3 separate regions of the Gossypium hirsutum genome follow, and all the other regions are linked to region 1. A link is a contact called in public Hi-C data. All regions are on one chromosome and are shown on one strand. Each heading gives the region's core, a stretch centred on a gene start, on an enhancer-like site or on the middle of the called end of the contact. The rest is flanking DNA. Distances are from core to core; before and after follow the strand shown. Region 1 holds the start of LOC121215338 (putative disease resistance protein RGA1). Region 2 holds the start of LOC107950534. Region 3 has its middle 31 kb from the start of LOC107950019.

What was found. A called contact is a pair of places that touch in the nucleus more often than the background predicts.
Region 2: a contact with region 1 is called in a Hi-C map of leaf, with 2.6 times the contacts expected there. The contact joins the promoter of LOC107950534 here to the promoter of LOC121215338 in region 1. A contact is called at or near these places in 3 of 34 Hi-C or Micro-C datasets (callus and leaf).
Region 3: a contact with region 1 is called in a Hi-C map of leaf, with 3 times the contacts expected there. The contact joins the enhancer-like site here to the promoter of LOC121215338 in region 1. A contact is called at or near these places in 2 of 34 Hi-C or Micro-C datasets (both in leaf).

The regions. Positions count from the first base shown.
Region 1 is chrD03:9,340,139-9,345,091 of Gossypium_hirsutum_v2.1, reverse strand. It overlaps LOC121215338 (putative disease resistance protein RGA1), which reads left to right and starts at 2,167. Exons shown (of 2, transcript XM_041089725.1): 1 at 2,167-3,051; 2 at 3,139-3,405. The coding sequence starts at 2,167. The coding sequence ends at 3,033. LOC121215339 (a long non-coding RNA gene) reads right to left here and starts at 1,712. Exons shown (of 2, transcript XR_005911156.1): 1 at 1,037-1,712; 2 at 1-920.
Region 2 is chrD03:9,165,738-9,170,227 of Gossypium_hirsutum_v2.1, reverse strand. It overlaps LOC107950534, which reads left to right and starts at 1,919. Exons shown (of 7, transcript XM_016885403.2): 1 at 1,919-2,444; 2 at 3,039-3,140; 3 at 3,429-3,543. The coding sequence starts at 2,320.
Region 3 is chrD03:9,095,170-9,100,076 of Gossypium_hirsutum_v2.1, reverse strand. No RefSeq gene overlaps it. Among protein-coding and RNA genes, the nearest start is that of LOC107950019, 31 kb to the right of the region's middle. Within about 2 kb of position 2,451, at least 4 of the 9 cell types and tissues checked have an H3K27ac peak or open chromatin away from gene starts, as enhancers often do. A contact at or near this core is called in leaf, where this site is marked.

The DNA.
Region 1 (4,953 bases), core at 918-3,417:
CTCAAATTTTTCAGGCACTGTTATAAGAATTTTTCAACAATTCTTGAGTCCTTGAACTCATAACCAAGTAATCTGATTCGATTTGCAACACCCAATAACCTATCAGATTACTCTTTAATTGATTCTATTTCCTTCATCTTCTGCAGCTCAAATTCTTGAATCAAGTTTAGCACACGCATCCCTTAGATTCTTTCATCTCCCTCATATTTTGACTTGAGATAATTCCATATCTCATAGAATAACTTCAGAGTCATTATCCGAGTGAAGACTGTAGACGAGATTGCAACAAACAAACAAGCTTTTGCCTTGGATTTCTTTATTTTCTTTTTCTACTACAATTTTATTTGTGCCATAGTAGGATTAGCTAGGAGAACAGGAATGTCATAATCTTTTTCCACTGCTTCCCAAATACCAAAGCTTCCATATATGCCTCCACACGAACTGCCTAAACTTGGTAGTTGTCTCCATCAAACATTGGTGGAGAAATTGAAGAAAAACTAGAACCTGCTTCAACATCCATAACTCAACACCCTCACACACATACAGATCCCTTAAGAATAAAGCTCTGATATCAATTGTAACAATTCAAAGGAAATAAAACATAAAACCAAAAAAATGGATGAAGGTTATTCAATTTCATTCAGCAAACATTCAGTATTTATAATAAAATAAAATCAACATCAACATCCCACTTTCTCCTAAACTTAAGCAACATGCAAAATAACTAACTACTAAAAAAACTAAAATAAATGTTGATATATTTCAATCCTGAAGTAGTTTCATAACAAAACCCACTTATTTTTTTGATTTAAGATGACCCACAAGATTAAGCAACTCAATCAGAATTTTCATGAGATTACTGTATTGAGAAATAGTCTTCATGTCGTTGACAAACATGATGGCCGAAGTCATGACCTGCGCTGGGACAGGGAAACAATATTTTTTGTGCTAACATCAGAGGTCATTGGCAGAGATGAAGAGAAAAAAAGAATTGTAAAGATGTTAACGCAGGATGATGCAGCGAAGGAAGACATACCCGTCCTTCCCATAGTTGGAATCAGAGGTCTGGGGAAGACCGCCCTTACCAAACTAGTTTTCAATGATGCAACTGTAGATGCTCACTTTGAGTTGAAACAATGGGTGTGTGTTTTCGTTGACTTTGATCTAAAAGGATTAATGGTAAAAATCATTAAATCTGGAAATAGTGGCGATGGAGACCTTGGAAGTAGGGATTTGGAGCAATTATAGGAGGCATTACAGGAGTGCTTGAATGGTAAAAAGTATTTGCTGATTTTAGATAATGTCTGGAATGAAGATAACAGAAAGTGGGTGGAATTCAAAAATTTATTAGCGGGAGGAGCTAGCGGAAGAAGAATTGTAGTCACCACTCGGAGTAACCGAGTTGCAGAGATCACAGGCACAATCCCCTGCCACTATTTGAAAGCTTTTCCTTATGAAAAATCTTTATCCTTGTTTCTCAAATTTGCTTTCAAGAAAGGGAAAGAGAAACAACATCCAAACCTTGTGAAAATTGGGCAAGCAATTATGAAGAAATGCCAAGGGATTCCTCTAGTAGTGAAGGAATTGAGGAGTTTGCTTTTCTTCAAAACTTCAGAGCAAGAGTGGACACTTGTCAGAGATAGTGAAAGGTGGAAATTAATGGAGAAAGATAATGAAATATTTTCTATTATGAAATTAAGTTGTGATCAACTGTCTCCTCAGCTGAAGCAATGTTTTGCTTATTGCTCACTCTATCCAAATGATTATTGCTTTAATGAGTTTAACTTAATCGCATTTTGGATGGCTGACGGTCTTCTTGAATCCCCTAGTAAAAATGAAAATCCGTATGATATTGGTATGTAGTATTTGAATGAGTTGTTGTCGGGATCTTTCTTTCAAGATTATGATGAGGGATATATTTTTGATACTTTTAAGATGCATCATCTTTTCCATGATCTTGCATTATCAGTGTCAAAGAATGAGTGTTGTGTAGTCAACTCCTTTGAGGAAAATACTGCCTTTGGGATTCGACATATGTGGCTTATTAACTTCAACCAAAATCCCTCTGAATTCCTTAATAGATTTGGCCATTTGCGTTCACTCAAGCTTCCCGATTTCGACAAATCCTTCATTGAAACATGTCTAAAAAGGTTCTAATGTTTGCGAATGCTTGATCTTTCTGAGTTTACTCTCCAAGTATTGCCTAAATGGATTGGTTATTTGAAGCATTTAAGGTTTCTCGACCTTTCTAACTGTCCCAACATCAAGAAACTTCCCAACTCCCTTTGTGAGTTGTACAAATTACAAACTTTGAATTTTCATGGTTGTGGCCAAATTGAAGAGCTGCCTAAGTATATGAGGTACATGGTCAGTCTCAATTTTTTATCATTAACCACACAACAACAGGATCTTGGTGGTAATGGTTTACAACACTTGAAATCACTTCAACTTTTAGTTATTTATGGCTGTCCCAATCTGAAATATTTGTTTCAAGAGATTCAGGAACTCACATCCCCGAATACACTGGTTATTGCTGCTTGCAAAAACTTGGTATCATTGCCACTTGGTTTGGAAAATCTAACTGCATTACAATATCTAATTATTACGGATTGCGAACAGCTTGATTTGAGTAGGACACAAGGATTCCAAGAGAAAATAGAAAAAGTAGAAGAAGATGGTTTCAGCCTTCTATCATTGGGCATTGTAAACTTACCTAAGCTGGGGGCTTTACCCCAATGGCTTCTACGAGGGTCCGCAAACACCTTAAAGAATCTAACCATTGCAGACTGTGTAAACCTCACAACTTCAGTAGAGTGGCACAATCTCACATCACTTGAAAAACTTGCCATCATCCACTGCCCACAACTGTTAAGTTTGCCAAATAACATGCAACGCCTCAAGCAATTGAAGATTGAATATTGTCCTCTTTTAAGTCAAAGATGCCAACAAGGAACCGGTATGGATTGGCTCAACATTGCTCATGCCTCTTTTATTGTTTTGGATGGCAATGCAATTTCAGCTAATGATAATTGATCAGCCCCACCATTCTTTGTAAGACTTGATTTCTTTTTATTGAAAGATGTTGGTGAACTTAGTATTGTTTAGAAGATTTCATAATTCCTTGTTATTGAATGGCAGGGGAATTGGTGGTTATACCAAAGTATTGTCGATGCAAATCCCAAAAGTTGAGCAGGAGAGGTGTTGTTGGCTTCCAACGTCTCCTTATTGTTAGGTTGTAATATAGATTAAGCTATTTGTGCTTTGATGTTTTATTTAAAGACTGTCTGTATTTCCTTTTTGCTGATTGTTACTCGGTTTGTATATTTGGAATTGGATTTAAGATTTGGCTGCTGCTTTTCTATTGAATTTAAGGTTCATATCCTTGAAAGGGTTGAACTTATTTCACATTGGGGTTTGAAGTTTCTTTTTGTCTAAGTTAATCTCTTAACTTAACAATTGTTTTACCATTCCGCTTGAGCTTTCTTTTATTCAAGTTAGCCACTGATATTTACATTTAAAAAAAGTTGGACCAAAAACAATCCAGGTTTTAATGTGGAAAAAATTGTCAAATTTAAAAACTAATTAGAAAAAAAGGGTTAAAATCCCAATATAAAAATTAACTAGTTCAAGCTTAAAAAAAATAAGTTGAGGAATGTTTGTTTATTCATTTGAACGACATTGTATATGTCTAGTCATGCAATGTGTTATATATATATATATATTTACTGGATGTTTATTACTAATTTTTTTTATAATGTACAATTAAGAGGTTAGTACACACGCACCCACTTTAAGGGTGTCTAAAGGGAACTATTCAAATAAAGACTTATCATTACTCCTTCAAAAGTTCGAACCCAAGTAAGTTCTAAAATTAATAGCTCTTGATTATCAAGTCAATCACGGAAGTTTATTACTTCCTTTTATTAATTGTATTTTCATTATTTTCTTTTATTGTTTGGTTTGAATTCTGATTTTGCTACGTTTTTTTTTCTTTTAGGCTAAAATGTGTCAATTAATTTGCTTTAGAGAATTTTCTAGCTTATATCTATAATTGTATAATATATATAAAAGCAGAAGGAATTTTTGAATGGATAGGAATATCCTTAATTCTTTATCATATTAATAAATTGATATCTAAAAATAATTATAATATTTAATTTAAAAAATTAGCTTAAAATAGGAGTAATAATTATACATTTAAAAATAATTATAATTTAATAAAAATTATGATAATTACATATTTAAAAATAATTATAATTTAATTTACCGTTATCATTTAAAAGAAGTTTGATGTAAACAAAATGTTGTTAATTTTAAAATAAAAGTATTACTTAAATAGAATTCTAAGTATAAAATATAAAAAAAGTTGTGATAATTATAATTTAATTTACAATTATTAGTTAAAAGAAATTATAACTTAAATTTGATATTTAAAAAGTAATTTTTTTATTTAAAATAGTTGTGCTAATATTATTTATATAAAATAAAGTTATTAAATGAATAGAACTCTAAGCATCTTAATTACCACTTATTTAGTATTAGGCTTATATACCAATTAAAATTTAATTTTAGCTTTATAATTAACATTTAGTAGTTAGGTATATACAATCAATTAATAACTAAGAAAAAGTAATGGTAAAAAAATGAAGATTGTTAGCAATAATAAGTTAGAATTATATAAAAAAATGAAACATTAAAACAATGATTCTTCGAAAATGAAATATTGAATCATATTTTGAACAATAATGGCATCGAAGAGAGATAATGTTAGATTAATTGATGATGAGGCAATATAATATTTTGATATTATTTTTAATTTTTTTTTGTAAGTTTCTTATATTATGCGAAGCAAACAATCTTAAATAAAATTTTTTATTTATTTAGATTTGTTTTGAAAAGAAATTTAATTTCAACAATTATTTTATAATCCTTATGATTAAATGTAATTATTGA
Region 2 (4,490 bases), core at 670-3,169, 170 kb after region 1:
TTGTATATTGAATTTCTATTAGTACGTACATTTACATTGGGTTTGGATGTGATATGACGGAGGAAGTGTTGGCATTTTAATTATCTGCCTTATTTGGTGGTTTAAAACCACATATATCTGTTCTGGTGACTCAACCATATATATATGTTACTGGCGGTTTATCGCATATTATTAATTGGTAGCTTGACTGCACTACTTCTGAAAAGTGACATACGCTCACTTATTGGTGTATGGGGTTGAATGGGTACTTGATACCCTAATTGGTGTGTAGAGATGGACGGAGATGGTGTGTAGCGGATGGGGGTAGGGTCTGATTCTGCATCTGCTTCTGTTAATGAAAATATCTCTAATTTGTATCTGAGCATAAATTGAAATACTATCTGTTAATTTATATGTGTATGATTTGTTGTTTGAGATGTGTTACACACTAAGCCGTAAGCTCACTTTCTGTTTGTTTTTCTCTTAGGTAACCAACAGACTTAGGACGAATCGGTGTGGCGGAAGCTCGGTTAAAAATTGTTGGTTTTTTTTAATTATTTTGTTCAGTTTAAATATTATTTTCCATTGGATTGTTTTTAGACTTTTGAGGACTGATTATATTTTAGATTTTATTTTTCGTTTTGAACTACTTTAATGTTTTAGATTATTTTAATTCAAACTGCAATGCACTAAACTTCAAAGCCAAATTATGATTTTCAAAACTCTATTTTAACTTTCGCTACAAAAAATAAGTAATTTTATGTGTGTTTTTTTTGGAATTTAAATGAAGTAACCGGATAAGATAACAGTGTTAATTCCTCAGGATTCGGTCATAACGTCTAGGCTGGGTATGAGGTGTTACAAAAACACTAACAGTGTTAATTTTTTTGTTATGCTACAAAAATATAATCAGTGTTAGAGGAAATTCATGTAAAAAAAGTAGGAATTGAGCTATGCTTAACGAATTAATATTAAATAAGAAAAAAAATAGTTTTAAAAAATCAAATGAAAAGAAACTCACTATTTTCAATTAATAAAATAATTAATTAATTAAATAAAACTAAAAGTAATTGAACATATAAAATACTAAAAAATATCATATCATGTGTCATATGTTGGTCATACATTGATTATTTTTGCTACCTCATAAAAAAATAACATTGTTAGTATATTGGAGTAATTTGTAAAATGTTTGACAAATTCAAGTACCAAACCGAACAAAAAAAAGATTACATGCCAAATTAAGAAAAAGAGTCAAGTTCAGGTATCAAATTGGACCCCAAAAAAGATTAAGTATCAACTTAAGAAAAAATGTCAAGTTTAGGTACCAAATTAGGAAAAAGTGTCAAGTTTGGATATGAAATTGGACAAAAAAAGTTTAAGTACCAAATTAGGAAAAATGTCAATTTCAAGTATCAAATAGTATATTAAGCCAATTTTTTTATTATATGATATTGAATCTTCTATGCTAAGATAATCATAAAAGCAAAGAAAAATCCTGGTAATTAATTAATTTTATCTTCCATTCCAAACAAAGCTCATGTTTTTTTCATTACTTTTTCCCAAACGAAGAGCAAATAATTAATTTAATTAATTGTAATTATTTTTTCCTCAGGTTTATATTATCAAAACAAGTTTAAGTTTCGTTATTTGAGTTGATTTCGTTAAGGATAATCTCAAAACATAAAATAAAATTTTAAAATCTATATGGAGATTAAATTAATTAATTTTATTATTATAGTAACAAATTAGTTGACATTATTAATGGATAAAAAAATTCAATAATTTATTGGCTGAAAGATTAAAAAAACCCTTAATAAAAAAATAAAAATACAATTAAGCTTTAGAAAAAAAAAACCATCCTATTGAACATTTATTATCCAAAAAAAATCGACTCGACCTTTCTTTTTATTCTTTTCAGCTTCATGGTTATCGATCTATTCGAGCTTAACATAGCGATTTAACTATTGTGTGATAAATGAAAGCGACCAAATTGCAAGGAATTAATTTTAAGTGAACAAAAATAAAAAAAAACCCCTTAAGTTAGGTGACCAACTAGCTAGAATAAAGAAACATTGTTTTCCTGCTTAGTGGTTAAGGTGTTAAGCTGGTCCGGTGGTCTGCCCTTTCTTTCCTAACAGAGAAGCGGTAGTCAACACGGCGTTGCTTTTACTCCCACGTTAAAATCCCATCAATTTTTATTTCTAAAGAAAGAAGAGAAGATAAGAAGGAAATAGGATCCTGTGGCTGTGGCGTTTGTTTGTGTTGGAACTTCCAATTTCATTTTCATTTTCAAGTTTTATATTTTACGGCGGAAAAATTAGAATAAAGGAGTCCACCATGTGGGTGGAGATCATCTGTGGACTTGTCTTTTACCGCTTGTTCCGCCGCTTCTTCTACGGCTCCGACGACGTTTTGGAGTTCGAAACCTCTGATTTTGATGCTACTTTCTCCGTCGCCAATAGGTGCTACTTTTACTCTTTCAACATTTTTCTATTTTCATGATTTTCTAATAAATTCCCCCCCCCCCCGAAAAAAAAAGAGCGATACTTTCTTGATTTTAGTAGAGCTTGTTTCTGAGCTGAGCTTGATTGTGCAAGTATTAGGTTGTTAAGGTTTGTTTGGTTTCATGGAGAATTGAATTCTTAGAAAGAGTTTTGAAGTAGTGTTTACGAATGGAAAAAATGTTGTGAATTGACACTTCTTTTGCTGTTGCTTTTATCAACTTGCTATTGGGCTTTGTGAGTGAAAAGGATTAATGCGTTTGAATGTGAAGAATTAAAAATTGATTTTCAGATCTTTTGAATAACGAAGTCCATGATTTTACTGTTATATGGAGCGGGATTTTGTGTTAATTCTCTCTCTCTTTTGTGTAGCACAAATCAAGTAGCAGAAGCAACAATCAAACATAGTCTTAGGTTATTTTATTAGCTTATTTGGGACCAAAATTGACATTAATGCTAAATTTAAAACGGAGTATTTTGGTAAGCTTTAAGTGGCCGTAATCAAATCCTTCCACTCCTCAACTAATTGCTTCTTTTGATGCATCTTCATTGTAGACTTGAAAAGCTTTATGGTGGAAAGGTGTATGTGGGGCTTCACATTCCGGATGTCAACACTGGCTCTCGACAGAATATCGATATTGTTCTTGTTACTAAAAGGTAAGGTGTTTATGCTTTGCCAGCTTCATTGCATTTGCATTGAGTATGTTTTAGTAGCTATTAGTTATATATATTTTATAAAAGCTATAATTGGCTTGTTTAAATTGCGTACAAAGATGCTAATATCATTGAGAATGAGATTTTTAGTATTTTAAAATTCTTTTTCTTATTTCTCATCTCTGTTTAATGTTGCAAAGATAAGATTATGTAATCACTGGAGTTACCGTTTATGTAAATTTTCTGGTGCTTTTTTATTTTACTTCTTGAAATTTTGATCCATATGTGCAGAGAAGCAGCAGTTATTTCTGTCCAGAATCTAGCAGGGTTCATTTCTATACATGAGGATGGTAGCTGGACCTGTGAAGGTGGCAGTAGCCAAAGTGCAGTGTGTAGTCCTGATCCCGTAAGTCACCATATCTACTTCTTCAGGAACTCTATGTGTATTGCATGTTTGCATGTTTGTTGTGGGGAGGGTGAATATTGATTGTCATAAAGGCTTTTCTGATGGGTTGTATTCTCAGTGTCATGATGCATATTAATTGCATTTATTTTCTGAGTTCTCACTCTTCTCTGTATTACCAGACATCTTTTATTGACAAGCACCTTCAAAACCGATAATAGTTACTTGATGTTCTACTATGCATTTTGGTGGGGAAGAGAAAGGGGGGGGGGGGATGTCTAGCATAGATTAAAAAATTTGGACTGGTTGGTGAGCTGGTGGACTGTCGGCTTCAGCTAGCATATTAAGTTACTTAGTAACCAAACAAGCACAAAACAGTTTGAACCGGTTAAAAATCGGTTTTATCTTCTTTTTGTTTGTTGTTTTCCCTAACCTCATAATTTTATGTTGAAATCTATACTATTAAATCAAAAACATACTTTTTTTAATTATTAACTATATTTTATATTGCCAATAACTATGTGGTCTATTTGTAGAGTGCTACACTTTTAGTTCTAGTGATCAATAATCAGATCCTGGTAAACTTAAATGTATAAGGAAAAACTATAATCAAAACTATTTTAATATTAAAGACAAAAAAAAAACTATTTTGAAGCGGTCGGTTCAACTGGTTGGACTAGAATTGGAAGTCTGATCAGTTTCACCTCTGGTTGAGTCTTTTAAACCTTAATGTCTGGTTACAAGTTGGCTTTTAGTATCATGAATGTATACATGCTGCCTTTTAGGTTCAAGCAAAGCCTTGTGTTGTTTGATCAACTAAACAATTAAAATGTTGAAAAATTAAGTATTGAATTTTTGGAACCCCAAGTTGTGACCTATTGGCCGAACGATCCCCTTCCCCGGGAATAGCTTGGTTCAAATCACAATTGTACCAAAAAAAGTAAGTACTG
Region 3 (4,907 bases), core at 1,202-3,701, 250 kb after region 1:
TATTGGCTGACAATTGGTGAATGATTGATTGTGAATTAAGCATGAATTGGATGTTGATTTACTAGTCATTTTTATTAACATTCGCTAAGCTTTTTAAAGTTCACACCCTCACATTCATGCAGATAATTGTCAGGATTGAGGAGCTGAGGAGCCAAGCAAGGGAGTTCCAAGAGACTTAGGCTTGGTAGAGACTTTATTACACATTTTAGAGATTGTAATTGGGCATTGTGGTACTCCCGAGAATTAGTTTGATTTTGGTTGTAATTAGACTTCGGACATTGAACATTTATTTGGGATGGTTTTATAATAATTTTGAGGCATGTTTGAGTTTAATTATTGGATGATTTACGGTGTATTGTTACTTGATAACACGGTGATTGATAACATGGTGTGTGGAGCATGGAATTTATACTAACAATTGTTTAATTGAAGCTTCCATGGAGTGGTTTACTAGCGACTAAGGTAAACCACTTGTTAGATTTATTCGGTGTTTGATGTGCATGAAATTGATTGCCAAATTCTATTTAATTAAGGCTTAATTGATGTCAATAAATTCAATTGAAGGTCTATGTATATGTATGTTAGTTAATCATAATTAAATCGGGTTAATTTGACCAATAAAATATGTAAAATCGGGTTTTAAAATGAGTTTTTCTCGAAAATAGGTGCAGTGGTTTTCACACGGGCATGTGCTTGTCCACACGGGCTTGTGAGGGGTTGCACACGGGCGTGTGGAAACTGGAGCTATCACACACGGGTGTTTGGGATTCCCACACGGGCATGTGCAATCTGCCTAGAATTTTTTCACGACACGAACAAGGGTATTTAATGACACATGGTCTGGGGGACACGGCCGTGTGGGTTTTTGGGGGTTTGAATTTTTTATCTTTTTAAATTGGTATTTTGATTTGTTTAAGTTCTAATTTAGTCTTGAAAGTTTATTAGTCTACTTAGATCTCTAAGATGATAAGGAAACTTGGTAAAATTTTAGGATTAGTCTCGTAAAGGGTAAATTTTGATAGAAACACAATTTGTAATTCAGAATAGGTCCTGATAGTTTGTATGGTTACAATTTAGTCCCTAATAATAAAACTTGAATTAGACACAGCAAACAAACTCAATTTAAATTAAAATTTTTAGGCTTGCATAATTTTGACTAAAAGACGATCGGTAAACATTTAGATCTAAAACCAAGTTAGTTTTACCATAGGTGGTAAAATGACGGAAATGCCCTTAGGTTAAATTACCTAAAAATAGTTTAAAATGGGCTCATAATTTGCGTCCGTATTAATAAATAACTACTTAGATAAAATTGAGGTGTTATAAGGTCAGGGTGTGTCTTGAGTGGTCGTTAGCCGGAGAGTCACTTAAGTGACTAATGTAATGTTTCGAATTCAGGTCGGTCCGTCTTGGTCGGGTTTGGGGTGTGACAAAACTAGTTAGCAAAACAAGATTAGTTGGCCTATCGATGATGCCACATGTAATATGAAGTAACCTACAAATATGTTTCAACCAGTTTCATTCTATTTTGGGTGATAACATTTGTCACTTTCCACAACATTTGGAAATTTCCATTTTCATGAAAGCATGGATGAAGCGGTGCTTTGGAATGGTACCCACGAAAGTAAAAGTAAAACTTTGAACATTCTTCAAAAAGGAATAGAAGGCAAGCATAGGAATAGAAAATTTTCCATTTGCCATTTCCGATAAGGGTTTGACTTTGTTTCCAAAATTTAGAATTGGGTAGGTGTGGTTTAGAAACATTGGTAGCAAAGATTTGAATATGTGATAAGGTATTTGGGGAATAAGGAATTAGAAAGTGAAATTGAGGATTAGGGATTTGACAAGTTGGGGGTTTGATGAAATTGGGGAGAATGTTGAATTATATTTAAATGACTAGGCGATTATGAGCGCTAGAGCTACTAAGGGTAGTGAAGAATTAACTATCTGATAAGGTATTTGGGGATTAGGTAATTGGAAAGTGTAATAAGAGATTAGGGATTCGACAACTTGGAAGGTTGATGAAATGGGTGACTGAATTTGATTTGAATGACCAGCGAACTATGAGCATTAGATCTAATGAGGCGGGATTTTCAAAAAATAATGAAGTAAAGGATGAAGAATTAGATAGGCACCATGAATTCGATGGATTTTTTAATGGTAAAGATGCACCAGAAATAACAATGATAGATGTTCAAGGTAGGGAGTTTAAGTCATTATCTAAAGCAATCTTATTTTACAATTTTCTTTTTTTTTTTTTGTAAAAAGACCTAAGGGTCAAACTCAATTTATTGAATCACTAATAACAAAATCATGGATATCCATAGAATAATCCATGTCAAAAGTCCAATTACAATTATTTTTAATAGCCTGTTTGCAAAGAAAAGCCGCAATCCTATTATAGCTGCGGTTGGCCCAATTGAAAATGACCGAATTAAAATTTTCCAATTCCTTGCAGACCGTAGCCCAACATGGTAATATCCTTGCCACGTTTTTTCACCTTGTTAACCAAGCTGACACGGTTTGATTCGAAAATCACTTTAGAAATATTAAGGGAGAAAGCAAACTTCAAACTCTCTTCAAAAGCATAAAGCTCCACCCATGCAGCTAACATTTCAACATCTTTGAAGCCTCCACCCTCCAAGTACGAAACCATCGGAGTCACGTGCAATCACCCAATATCCAATCTTATTATTAGACACAGCGGCATCAAAGTTAATTTTCACAAAACCGCGCGGAGGTTTCACCCAGTTTTTAGTAGCAGGAGTAACAGGCAGCAGCGGCTTGTTAACCAAGTTATGAGTACGAAAATCTTGGCAAAGGGTTATTGCTCTATCCCAGACCACCCTCACATCTTCCTCCTTGCCCTTAAAGACAAAGTTATTGTGATTGTTCCAGCTGTTCCAAGCGTTGTAATGCAGTCGGCAACCGCTTTCATATCCAAAACACGCATGACGTCCTCGATCCAGTCGATGCATTGTGAATACTCTCTAATGAGGAGCCTATTGTAAAGGCCACCAAGAGCAAGAATGGCGCGAGTGGTGGGGCAATCTTTCAGGGCATGATTATGGGTTTCCACCTCGCACCGCACCTAGGACACTCTTTTCTAAAATCCTAACGAATAGAAGAAATCTTAGCATACTTAGGAAGAATGCCATAACTCACCCACCAGCAAAAAACACGGATCTTGGGCAATGTATTCAGCTTTCAGATTGTTTTCCAGAAGAATCTATGAGGGCCAAAGCCCACCTGCTTGAGGAGAAGCCACGAATAAGCTGACTTAGAGGTATTGAAACCGTGGGGGGTTATGAAACCACACCTTTCTGTCATTCGGACCTTTTGCAATAATTAGAATTTTACAAATTTGGTCCCCCATACTATTACCATAAAGCTCATGCACCCTTTCTTTGTTCCAGCACGTGTAGTTATTGTTCCAAAGGTCTTTCACTTTTCGTTCATGGAAAGTCAGAATAGTGGAGCAAAACGAATCACCATTTAAACCCTTAAAACCCCAATTATCTTTACAAATTTCGATGCTGTTGCCGTCGCCCATATGCCAACCGAAATCATTCACGAGGGTTTTAGTAGCAGTAGCAATACTGATCCAAGTGTACGTTGGCTTGTCTATACATTTAGGGCGAAAGATATCTCCATCAGGGAAGTACTTTGAACTTAACACATGATAGCACAAAGTATCTTTACAAGTAAGAAGTCTCCAAACTTGTCTGCCTAAGAGAGCCAAGTTGAAAAGAAGAAGATCCCGAAAGCCGAGGCCGTTCATGCCTTCGGGAAAGCAGACTCTGTCCCAAGTGAGCATTGACCAGCTCTGACCTCTATCTTTACCATTCCACCACATACGATTAATTTTGAATTGTAAGTCTTCAATGATGCCTCTGGGAGCAAGGAAAACTGAAAAAGCGTAAGTTGGAATGGATTGAAGTATAGATTTAATGAAAATTTCTTTACCCCTACAAGATAGGAGCCTCTTAGACCAACTGTTAATCTTGCAAGAAATACGGTTAGTAATACTTTGAAAGGTCATAGACTTTTTCTTCCCAACGAGGAGGGGTAAGCCAAGGTAATTATCGAGCTTGTCAACCACTCTCATTCTAAGTAAGTCACCATATTGTTGATGTTGGTTCATAGGAGTGTTCGGGCTAAAAAAACACCATAGATTTGTCAAGATTAATGCTTTGGCCCGAGATTTGTGCAAAGTCACTAAGGATATTCAAAAAGGCCTCCACTTCAGTTTTTTCTTTTTGTTCCTGACAAATAGAAGAGCATCATCGACAAAAAAACAAGTGGTTAATACTAGGGCCGTTTTGGCTAGCCCGAATTCCCCTAATAACATTAGTACTTTGAGCATGTGGTAACATTCTAGAAAAGGCCTCCATACAAAACAAAAAGAGATAAGGGGATAGGAGGTACGAGAGACAACAACACAAAGGAAGTTATTTTAAGGTATTTGTTAATAGAGAAGGAGAGAGAGATAAGAAATGGATGAATAATGGGAAAAGGGTACGAGAGCCAAGAGTTATGATTAGAACTCGTTGCAAGGCTCAAATTATGTTTTCACTTAATAAGATAACACATAGGTGGGTAGTTAGTAAATTTGCAAAGGATCACAACCATGAGATGGTAAAACAGTCACAAAAAAAGGCTTATAAAATCTAATCGTTCAGTTTTTTAAGGTGAGAAAGTATAAGCAATGACAATGAAAAGATCCAGTATCCTACAATTTTAGATGATGAATTTATTTGCTAACCAAGCGAGGAGCTTTGATAACATAAGATTCACCAGGAAAGATCTTGCGAATAAGCTACATGCGGAGGCAATGAAAGCAATTGCATTCGGGAATGCAAACGCCGCGTTAGCATATTTTTAGGTGAAAATGAGTGATCTTGGGT